2 separate regions of the Mus musculus genome follow, and region 1 is linked to region 2. The links are chromatin contacts, called in public Hi-C maps. All regions are on one chromosome and are shown on one strand. The core of a region is the stretch at or near the end of the contact, and the rest is flanking DNA. Distances in the headings are between cores, read along the strand shown. Region 1 overlaps Antxr1 (anthrax toxin receptor 1). Region 2 overlaps Antxr1 (anthrax toxin receptor 1).

The links. Hi-C and Micro-C count contacts between places; a contact is called where the count stands out from the background.
Region 1: a Hi-C map of muscle stem cells shows a contact between it and region 2, with 2.1 times the contacts expected there. The contact joins two enhancer-like sites. A contact is called at or near these places in 1 of 15 datasets of contacts at CTCF or cohesin (pro-B cells), 23 of 484 Hi-C or Micro-C datasets (the 3T3-L1 cell line, the AML12 cell line, B cells and 17 more), 3 of 115 datasets of contacts at active chromatin or transcription factors (embryonic fibroblasts, embryonic stem cells and fibro-adipogenic progenitors) and 3 of 9 other capture datasets (adipose tissue, liver and pancreatic islet).

What each region holds. Positions count from the first base shown.
Region 1 is chr6:87,315,129-87,320,550 of GRCm38.p6, reverse strand. All of the region lies in intron 1 of Antxr1 (anthrax toxin receptor 1), which reads left to right. Among named protein-coding and RNA genes, the nearest start is that of Gm34090, 14 kb to the left of the region's middle. Within about 2 kb of position 3,475, at least 50 of the 459 cell types and tissues checked have an H3K27ac peak or open chromatin away from gene starts, as enhancers often do. A contact at or near this core is called in fibro-adipogenic progenitors and muscle stem cells, where this site is marked.
Region 2 is chr6:87,275,193-87,280,454 of GRCm38.p6, reverse strand. The region is part of intron 8 of Antxr1 (anthrax toxin receptor 1); the gene reads left to right. Among named protein-coding and RNA genes, the nearest start is that of Gm34170, 4.9 kb to the left of the region's middle. Within about 2 kb of position 3,399, at least 107 of the 459 cell types and tissues checked have an H3K27ac peak or open chromatin away from gene starts, as enhancers often do. A contact at or near this core is called in fibro-adipogenic progenitors and muscle stem cells, where this site is marked.

The DNA of each region.
Region 1 (5,422 bases), core at 2,226-4,725, 40 kb before region 2:
ACATATGAGTAAGTAGAAAATTCTATGTTCTTCAAAAAAAAAAAGATTTCTTTACTCCCCCTCAAAAGTAAGACTCAGAATGGCATTATATTTTTTATTCTGCAACATTGATTGCTCTAAAAAAAAAAAACCTCAGTAATTATAGATCTTGAATAAATGTGCCTTTTAAATCCCTCACCTAGCCTCGGACATGCCAATTTCAAAATATGTGCCATCTGTGGGCCCTACTAAAAAGATTATGTGAAAAGATTGGTACCAAAATGGAAAATACACTTAAAACAAGATGTAAAAACAAAAACTCACAGAGAGAAGTATGTAATGGCCCTAACAAGGTTGTCAATATGATTATGGAGCAAAAGTTAAGACTTGGTTGATTTTTTATAGGAGAAAACACACTGTTGTGTAAAATAACCAAAATTTCCCTTAATGCATTTACTTAAGCTAGAAAATGCTGTTAGCTTCTTGCTCCACCCTCTTCCTCCCAGACCCACCTGCTGGGTCATGGGTGATCTAAAACACCCTGGATTTTGATGATAATCACCTCCTGTTATAGGTCCTCCCCCCACACCCCTACCCCCAAGTTCCCTTCAGGAGAGATGTCCTACCTTTCAGACACTGCATTTCCTGAGGCCGACTGGGAGAGAGGGGTCCTTTGGTTCTGGACACACTGGCTCATGCAGTCTGTCCTGTCCTCAAGGGCTGGGAGGTTTCTGTACTAAACTCTCACCGAAGCAGGCAAGAATGGAGACCTTCTCAGTCTGTTTAGGAGGCGACCCACCCGACGTATCAACTGAAGGCAGAATGATCATGGACAAAACTTCCTGCAAAATTTGAATGCACACCTTGAGTTCTAAATTTCAAAAAGCAACAAAATAACAGTGTGGTAAACTAATAGGATCCCGAGCCCTAATAAAGCCATGGGCAGCATGGTGTGTCGACCCCTACAGAGTGTGCCATGACAGCTTCCATGTGACAGTGGAAACCATGGTATCATCTACGCTGACTCTGCAAGATGTCTCTGGATACTTACACATTCTGAGACAGAGAGGATATGAATAATAATTAATGAGGCTGACTTAATAAATATATCCTAAACCCGATACCCCTTAGAGAATAAACTTTCCTTTTAAATGCCCATGCACTATGTATTAGTTCACAGAGAGTGCCTCATGTATCCCAAGGCACAAGGTTTCCCACCCACATGCTCAGCAACAAAGAACTGGGAATGAGCAGCAAAGTACCTCAAACTTCAGCTATAAGGATGATAGTTATGGCTCTTGTGTCAGCATGCCATGAGGAAGACAGGACAATATATTTTTTAAAAAATTAGAAAGACCCAGAATGGAAGAAGTGGCCGTCTAGGACAGAGGTTGGCAAACTATGGCTGAGTCTCTGTTTTTCTAAATAAAATTTTGTTGTAGCACCATCATGCTCATTTGTTAGGGCTCAATGTTGCTTTTATACTTAAAAAAAAAAAAAAAGAGTTGTTGACGTGGAGACCCTAAGTCCTGCCCACTCTTCAGTACCAAGGGGGACTAAAATATTACTGTCTGGCTCTTCATAGATAAAGTTGACTGACACCCCCCCCCACTCACCCTGAACTAAGGAGACATCTGAAACCCATAGGGATGTGCAAAGAATATCATTACCAAGGCCGGCCGGCCTTCTGGGTGTGTGCCTGTGTGGTTGGGACCGGTGCCCTTGGTGAGAAGGGCTGGCATTTGGCCGTATGCTCTGCTATTCCCATCTTGAAATTCTTAATAACTTTTCAACAGGGTGAAAAGTTTTCATCCTGCACTGGTTCCAACAGCCAACGACGGGAATCAAGGAACAATACGTATTTCTTAAGTGCTGTGTTTCTTATTACATATATTACAACTATAATGAAACCCTTGGTCCTCCTGTGCCCCACTGTCTGTCTAGCACAGAGAGGTGGGTGCCATATAAGGGGTGAGGCACTTACCCTCTTTAGACCTGATATGCCACCTCCTTTTTAGCATCTGTCCCCCAACCAATCCATCCCCCCGAGGTTCTCAAGGAGGAGAAGCGAGCTCTGTCACACTGCCCCTCTGGGGTGCACATTTCTTAATCAAGGGACACATGGAGGGTCAATTTCTGTGCAATTGCCAAAAAGAAGTGCCCTGTAGAAATTCACAATATCTTCTCTGTTGTGTGTAAAAAGAGATGGTATAAAAGTGCTCAGCTCATCGGTTCTATAAAAGTAAAAAAGAAATGGAAACCAGCCCATGTGGAGAATGAAGACATCCTACTACTGTCTGACAAGCGCTTCTGCAGCCTGGAGAAGATGCAGGCATGGCAGATGATGTGGCCGGTTACATGAGGACAGAAGTGTGGCCATAGATGAAGAGATCAAAGACCCTGGTTCAAGCTTGGAGGAAGGTCTGGAAGCAGGTCACTGCAGAGTGGGTAGTGCCCCAGTCTGACTGCGGCTTGGGGGGTGGGGGGTGTGGAGGAGGTGTATGAGGGAGCGGGCTATGACCAGGTCTCACTGTGGCTGGGGGCTGGTCTGCAGGGGCGGGGATAGTGCCCAGGTTTGACTACAGCTGGGGTTGGGCAGGGCAAGGCCCCTGTTTGAGCACCTGAGGAGGGGAGATGGGCCTCAGGGCCTACCTTTTGTTTGTCTTTCATACCTACATTTCCTTCAGTGAACAAGCTGCTTTGTTGACATTCTATTTTGAAATTCTGTCCTGTGGACCCTCAGTCTTTGTCACTTCCCCACAGTGGTAATTTTCCATAGCATCTTTGGGTGACATCGGTCCATCCCTTTTCAGCCTTCTAGGAGATGTGATGCAGCTCTCATGGGGTCATCTCTGAACCTGGAGAACATGAGAAATGAATCATGAGGTTCAGCCATAGAAGCGCCTGCTAGGACAACTTAACATCTTCTGTCTTAACGACATTACTTTTTTTGTTGTTGTTGTTGTTGTTGAATTTGCACCAAAAATAACAGTAGTTTGTAAGCTTTTCCTGGTTGTGTGCATGTGTGAGTGAATGTGAGTGTGTGCAGTGTATGTACATGTATTTGTGTGTGTGTGTGTGTGTGTGTGTGTGTGTGTGTGTGTGTGTGTGTGTGGTGTGAGTGTATATGTGTGTGTGTGGTGCATACATGTAAGAGTGTGTGTGTGTGTGTGTGTTGGAAAGGCAGAGCAGAGGAGAAGGGAGTACCTGTCTGGTTAAGACACCTTTTGAATCATGAGTCACAGAAAGAAGTGCTCCTTCTAATGTGGCGGCGACTGCTCAAACTTGCACAGCCTACCAGAAGTCCCCCGAGGCGCTGTTTTCTGTTACTTTCTGCAGCACATTCTGGTTTTTCAATCTTATTATGCTTCATTTCTTTGAAAAAGAAAAAGTTGGCGATATACCAGTAGCTGATTTCCCAATCTCTGCCTGCATTCTGCAGGGTGAGCGTCATTGTTTTCGAAGCCATCAGTTGGACTGACTAAGGGAAGTCATGTGGCAGGAGAGAGGTCAGGCATCATGGCTGGTGGAGGCACCACAGCAGCAGGCAGAGCAGGATGCATGTCCCCAGACAGAGGACGAGGAAAGGTGCTCAGCACTGGGGTTAGCATCGGAACTAGTATTTGAAGAAACTGAAGTGGAAGCAAGAGACAGGGTGCAGGAGGGAGGCTTCATTGTGGCCACAAGAGGACAGTTGATAAAGGCCTAGGCCAAATAGGGCTCCAACTTATTAGGGTGTAGAAAGAGGAGAGGATGGGAGAACCTGGGAGAGAGTACGCAGTGGCTAATTGTGGGTCCACCCATTGTCTCTGAAGCTACTGCGCATATCTGTACCCACCCAGGACCCAAGAGTGTCACTAGCATCAGTGACTTAAGCCAGGTGGGGGTAAGGATGAGTGGGACTGACCATTTTGTAATCTCTGTCTTAGCTATGTAGGTCTCCGGGATAAGCAGTCACCAGTGGTGGATCCCGCCGCATGCTTGCTGTGTGTCCTTTTCATTATGCTCTGGTTGTTTGGATAGAAAATGTGTTTTCAAGGCATTTAACCACAGGGTCAGAGACTCTCGGGAGCAGAAAAGAATGCTCTTGTGTTCAGAAAACAACTGGGTAAAATCTGACTCTGCTTTCGCCCCTCTTTGCATACATAGCAGGCCCTTGGAAGTGACTGGACTGTCACCTGAGGGCAATGCTAGGTTGCTCTGTACAGAATCCCTCACAGAGGGTGATGTCAAATGTCTCTTGTCTTTTTTTTTTTTTTAATCATATTTCAAATACTGGAGACAAAAATACTGGAGAAAAACAAAAATAAGTAAGGGACCTGGGGATGCTCTCGGCAATGATCATCAGCAGGGCTTACAGTACAGACCTCGGCTTTTCCTCCCTGGGGAGTGGCGAGCCCTTTCAAAAACCCACTTCAGTTTCATACTGGGCAAGGCTGACCTGGCTCTGATTGGATCCCAAGGGTATCAAGTGAATCTTCCAATAGACAATTCTGTAATGCTGTCTCCAGGCAGGACTCCTGGGAGGCTATTTTAATTCCAAATTATGAAGAGACCTGTGCTTGCAGAATAGAGACACAAAATCCCCAGAGGAGACCCCTCACTGGTCTCCATACCACTCAAACCCACCATGTCCGAGGGAACAGGCATCTTTTGGTACTCTTAATATTTGGGTTTAGAAGGAGGTTCTTGTTTCTACCTTGCAGCTTGAATAGCTGTGGCTAGGTTAGTCCGGCATGACTGGGTTTTAGGTACACAACCCTTAAACAGACAAAGGTGATATGTCATATGATTAAAATACATAGCTGGGTGGAGAAAAGCTGGACTTGAATACAAGCTGCCATTTCCCCAGACAGTACCTAGCTTCTCCCAGTTGGGATCAGGAATGCGACTCTAGGCTCTAAGTGAGAGTGACCCTATATAGGTCTGAGCTACCAGGGGTTCGTTATGCTGGGAGGAGCCTCTAGGGCAGTTTCTAACTGGAAAATCAGTCAAACGACAAATGGTCAATGCACACCAGAGAGCCTTTAAGTCAAAGAATATGCATCTTCTACTCCTGGAAAGGCAGGGGTTACCCAGAGTCCCCTTGGGTGGTTTCCAGAAGACGGGAAAGGTAGGACAGACTGCTAAGCTGAAAGTGCTGGGTAGTTGGTGAGGTGGGGGGCCTGTGGCACGGGGCAGGCCAGCCTCCTGAATGGGAGTTTGGGTTCAGCTAGGGTTGTGTTAGGTACGAAACCCCTTTGTTACACAGTGCATTAAGGGGCTTCTCCTCTCTCCCCTGTCTGAGTCTCCACTTTCCCTGTAACCAGGTCTCTCACAGTGGTTTGCTGCTAATATGACACATTGGAAAGATTTCCAGGGCTCATGAGTTAGTGGTCACTCGTGCGATGTGGCATGAGAAGTCATGAAGAACATTCTGTCTAGAAGGGGTTCAGTGGGAGGG
Region 2 (5,262 bases), core at 2,150-4,649:
GCTTTTATCTGGGAGTTACATTGGTTTTGATCCTCCCAGGGCTGGAACCCCGTGTTTATGGCGGTGGTTAACTGGTTTGCTCTTTCTCTAAAGAGATGAGTATGGTGGGGCTCATCCTTCTCAAGTCAGACGGAGATAATTACGGCCTAAGAGCTGGCTGGCTGTTTTTAAGAGATGGGTTCTGTCTCCTTTCCAGTATCAGAAGCAAAGGCCATCATTCTCTCCCTACCCACGGCTCCCATCCGAGGCTCCCACTCCTGCCCATTCCCATCCCTGCCCCGTGACTGGTTATCTTCTTGTAATAAACTAGGGCTGGACTTAATTATCTAAACTAAGAATGCTAAGCAGATTCTGATGACTCAAACAGGTCACAGGGGTTTCTGCAGTTTTGAGCCTCAAATAAAAGTGCAAGGGTTAATACTGATCCACTGAGCAAATGCTCACTGGGAGGCTGGGGAGGTGGCTCACAGTGGCTTGCCCTGGATTTGTGAGGCCCTGGGTTCTGTCCCCAGCATTACCTACCACCAAAAAATGAGAAGAAAATGTTGATGGGAAGCCTCCTGTTGTAGACACTGACCATTCAGTTACAAGTGAAGCAGGAAGTGACCCTGTCTCAGTAAAGCAGAAAGTCTATCGGAGAGACCCATAAAAGACAAATGATATATGAAGTTAAGCTGTACAAATGGTAGAGAGGAATAGCCTATTCCTCAGGTGAATGCTGAAGGGGACGGCAGTGATCCAGGACCTGGAAGACGAAATGCAGCTGTCCTTGAAGTTCAGGTTTGGCACTGCAGAGTGTGTGGTCCTGAGACAGTGCCTGGTAAAATGAATGAACCAGATGTAAGGCAGAACTTGGCGAATGAGAAGGAGAAGTAGGCTGCATTGAAGGCCTTGATGTTTGCTCTAAGACAGCGATGTGCATAGTCTGGAAATAGAGCAGCCATCCTCAGGGCTTAGGAAATGAAGCCATGGTGGCCGGCATCTTACCAGCAAGCCCCTGGAAGATGAATAGCTACTTAGAACCAGAGTGACAAGGTGTGTGCCTGTATGAGGAGGAAGAAGTATTGGCTATTGAGCTTCCTGGGTGAGGGAGAAGCTTTACAGCTGCTCTCTGAAGAAGCATCTATTATCCTGAGTCCCAGGGCAGGATAGAGATTGCAGGCAGGTTGGATAAACTGGCATACCTGACACTTTCGGTGACGGCCAGGGAACTAGAGATCAGCAGTGTTGGTAGAAACCCACATTTTCCATCTGGGGAGGTAGAAGGAGAGCGTAGACACTGTATGCTTGGGAGCTCCTTGCCCAGGGAGCAATCTCCCTGGGTCCTCTGCTTCCTGCCCCCATGCCCGTTTTGACCATTTCAACATCCCTTAAGCCTCCCAGTACTTAAAAGAAGTACTTACCTGCCAGAGTTACAAAGACTGTTGTGTTCTTCTGAGGACAAAGAGGCCAGAAAGCGAGCAGTTGGAGCAAACTTTCTTTAACAAATGTCCCTTTGGCCTATTCAATATTACTCCACTTTAAAACCCCATCACCGCCACATAGTATATATTTTGTTGCCATTCGCTGGTGAGGAAGCCGATGCCCAGAGTGCTAGGAGAGGGGAGCCCACAGTTCTTCCTCTCTGTGTGTTTTTGAGGAAATAAAAATAAAAGCCACTCTGTGCAGTCACTGGGCTGAGCATGCCATCAAACCCTCACCAGAACCATTCGATAAATTAGACGTTGTGTGGTTGGAAAGGTTTGGAAAACTGGCCAGGACCATACAGGGCAGCAAGTGAGATTCAGGCGATGCTGTCGTGTCTGCTCAGGAGACTGATCCCAGAGCTCTGCTGAGCAGTGTAAGCCTGAAACAGAGGGAGACTCTGAGGTCCAAATTCAGAAGTCTCTACGCAGTTCACATGGTTACAGCAAAGGCGACAGAATCCAATGCTTGGATCCAATGCTTGGTGCACTGGCTGGGTGGGGAGTCCTTTGCCTCTTACCACTCGGTCAGAAGCGTTTCCACAGGATAGCTGGTGTTCAGTGGCTCATGACAAGGGGACAATTTGTCAATTAGACTCAGACTTCATGGTCCTTTGGGCAGACATTCCTCCTAAGCTATTATTTCTTCCATCCGAGTTTTAGCCAGCCAAGGCTCTGTGCCAAGGTCAGGCATAGTCGGATAGTGTGGCTGAAGATGTAAGTAAGCTATTGCTTCTTTTCCATGTGTTTAAAAGTCTCAAGATGATAAAACAACCCTCACATCCTGAATGGCAGAGGAGGCCAGGCAGGCAGAAAAGAAAGCCTCACTCACACCTAGGCCGGGCTCGCCCACCCTCTCAGGACCCTTGCAGCATCCCCACCTGTTACTGCAGAATATGGGAAAACATTTTAAAGAAAGTGCCCACTCTTATGCCTTCTCTCGTTGTGGTTCATTGGGAATTTCCTCTGACCACCGCTAGAATTTACCACCAACTCTCCAGTGAAACCTCCACACAATGATCCCACCATGCTCCTGGGCCTGCTTTGCCTTTTGCAAAGTGCTCGGGGCAGTGGGGCCAGAAAACCCATGAAAGCTAAAGCCAGAGAACTGAAATAGGTTGGCAGCTTTGATTCTTGACCCTTGTCCCCAGCTGTCCCTACTTACTGCAGTTGAGGGCAGTGTCTGGAAGCCGAAGCAGGTTATGGGAAGGGGAGGCCAGCTATTGGCTCCCTGCCATCTGCTCCACAAAGGGTTCGCCTTCTCCAGTAGATGCTTAAGAGGAGGCCTGGCTTCCTGTTAATTGGAGCATGAGTCAGCACACACAGCCTCTGTGTGTTTGATCAACAAGACATGAGTGTTGAGCAAACACTGGCAGGACCTCTTTTAGGAAATCTGTAGGATCAGCAAACTGGGGACCTATCTGCCCCACGAATACATTTGAATTGATTTTTTTTCCTGTGTTGGTTTCTCCCTTCTGTTTGTAAGAAGGCAGAAGAGGTGTAACTCCCAAATCTAGCCTGGACCCTAGCACACTCAGACAAAGAGCAGTGTCTGACTTCCAGGCTTGACTCTTACCCACTCTTGCAAGCCTCCATATGGGAACTGCTGAAGGTTTCTCTCAGTCAGAGCCCACCTCACAGCCCCGCTTTAACGGAGCCAAAACCTCCTTCCAGCATGCGAGTGAGCGAGCGTCTCGGCAACAGTAGCCCTTTCCTTAAGCCAGCTCATTGCTCATCTTCAGAATGGCTTCCCTTCTGGGGCCCCATCCAGCTCCTACCGCCCCTTGTAGCATGAGCTCTCCCCTCCCAGAACTCCAGTGGCAGCCATTCTGGGAACCTCTCTTGGATGTCTTCCTTACCATAGCCAGCTCTCTCCCTCCACAGATGCTAAGTTGTGCAACCCCAGAGGCTGCCCATCTGTCCTGTTTCTGGCACCGTGTCTTACATATTTACCCATTACAAAGCTGCCCAGTTGACTGTGCAGCATTCATGACCCATGGAAGACCCACACTGAACAACAGATGGGCATTTTGTGGCTGAGCAGAGAGTATTCTCGATCCCCTACCCTCTCTTCCAATCTTGCAGCTATAAAAGACAAGAGATGACATTCTCAGCTCTGTTCATACTGGCAGGCTGGAAGACTAAATAAAAATAGAATCAAACTGTAGTTACTGGAGTAGAGCAGAGAGTCTTCTCTAAGAGATCACTTGCCTCTGCCATCATTAATGACACTGAGGCTTTGCGGACTTTGGGACCAGGCATCTCTCCTGGTATTGTTCTCATTCTGCTTTCAAAAGCCCCAGGTCATACAGATGTCCAAAGCCGCAGAGGCTGCAGGAGCTGCCTCAGCAAGTCACAGCTCCCATCCTGGCCTCCACAGCTCTCTCCTCTCTCTAGGAAAGAGCAGCCACGATTTCATAGGAAAATGCTTTCTGAGAAGTAAGCTTGTTGTACTAGTGGGGTGCTTCAATGGGGGGAGGGGGCAGTCGAACAGGTTCTGCCTGCTGAGCACACTGGGATCCAGTGGCCACAGCCATCTGAGCTCCCCCGCTGAAAACATGGTGGGAACATGATTCAGTGGGAAAGCAGAGTGTCCTTGTTACAAAGAATGACATCCAGGCTGGAGATATGGCTCCAAACTTCCACATGTCTTAAGCTTATGCTTGCTTATTTGGTAGATTGTATCAGAGCACATAAAATCACTGAGTCCCAGGAAGATGCATGTAAAATATTCAGGTCTGACATGGACCGTGGCCCTTTTCTGCTGCTGACAGATGTGCGATCATTGGTCTATAGTGTGCAGTAGAATTTAATTAGGAAGGGTGTCTGGCTTTGTTGATATTTAGTTTAAAAATTACAGACTAAATCATTGGAGCTCATAAGATGTTCTAGGAAACATTAATGAGCCAGTTTCATGGCCCAGGTTAGTTGGCCTTGTAGTTAGAAGGTCCAGGGATTATACAAATATGGAAAAGAGAGCCCATGAATAGGTGGCTGGATTAAGGGCACACAGAAAGTATTCCTTGGATCCTTTCTTTTTTAAAATCTAACAAATGTTTAGTGCCTACTATGTGCCAGGTTAGTCTTTGAGAATACAAAAGAGGGTAAGAATAGAGCCAGTCTTTACCCATGAAATCTTTATAACCTGAAAGTAACAGCCTATTAAAAACAAGTGTACTTTCCTAGTGTGCCCATGACGGATGGATAGCAGCCGATCTGAGTTGTGGGTAGGCACAGGTTTCTTCCCTGCTCTGGTCACCTGGACTCAGTGGCAGGGATTACTCTACATCTAGAGAGCAGCAGGGGAGACAAAGTGAAAGAAAATTGGCAGGTTTCTGTTTTGGAGAAAGACTCAGACAGCCAATGGGCAGCTGTCCTCCTCTGGATCCACCCGCTTCAAGCCCCAGGTGACTCAAAATCAGATTGTTCCCTTACAACAAATAAGATGTCAAAGAACATGCTCTGGGGGACTTCCTGGGAGTGTGCGAACACAGAAGCCTCTGTGCTGTGCTGGGATGGAAGGGACTGGCCTGTTCTCAGCGTACAAAGCACTTCGACAGAAATAAGTATGGGTTGACGGTTTATTGGTGAAAGAACAATTTAAAAAGAACAAAAACAATTTTGCTAGGAAGGGTTAACGACTGCAAATAGAGTTTTGTTTTTAAAGATTCTTGAGAAGTCTCTACATAAACTGAGAAGTTTACAATAAAATGGCATTTGATTTTTTTTTTTTTTAGAATTAAAAACACTTCGTGTGTAGCCTGGCAGATTCCCAGTGGGTTCCAGCGCGGGTGTAGGA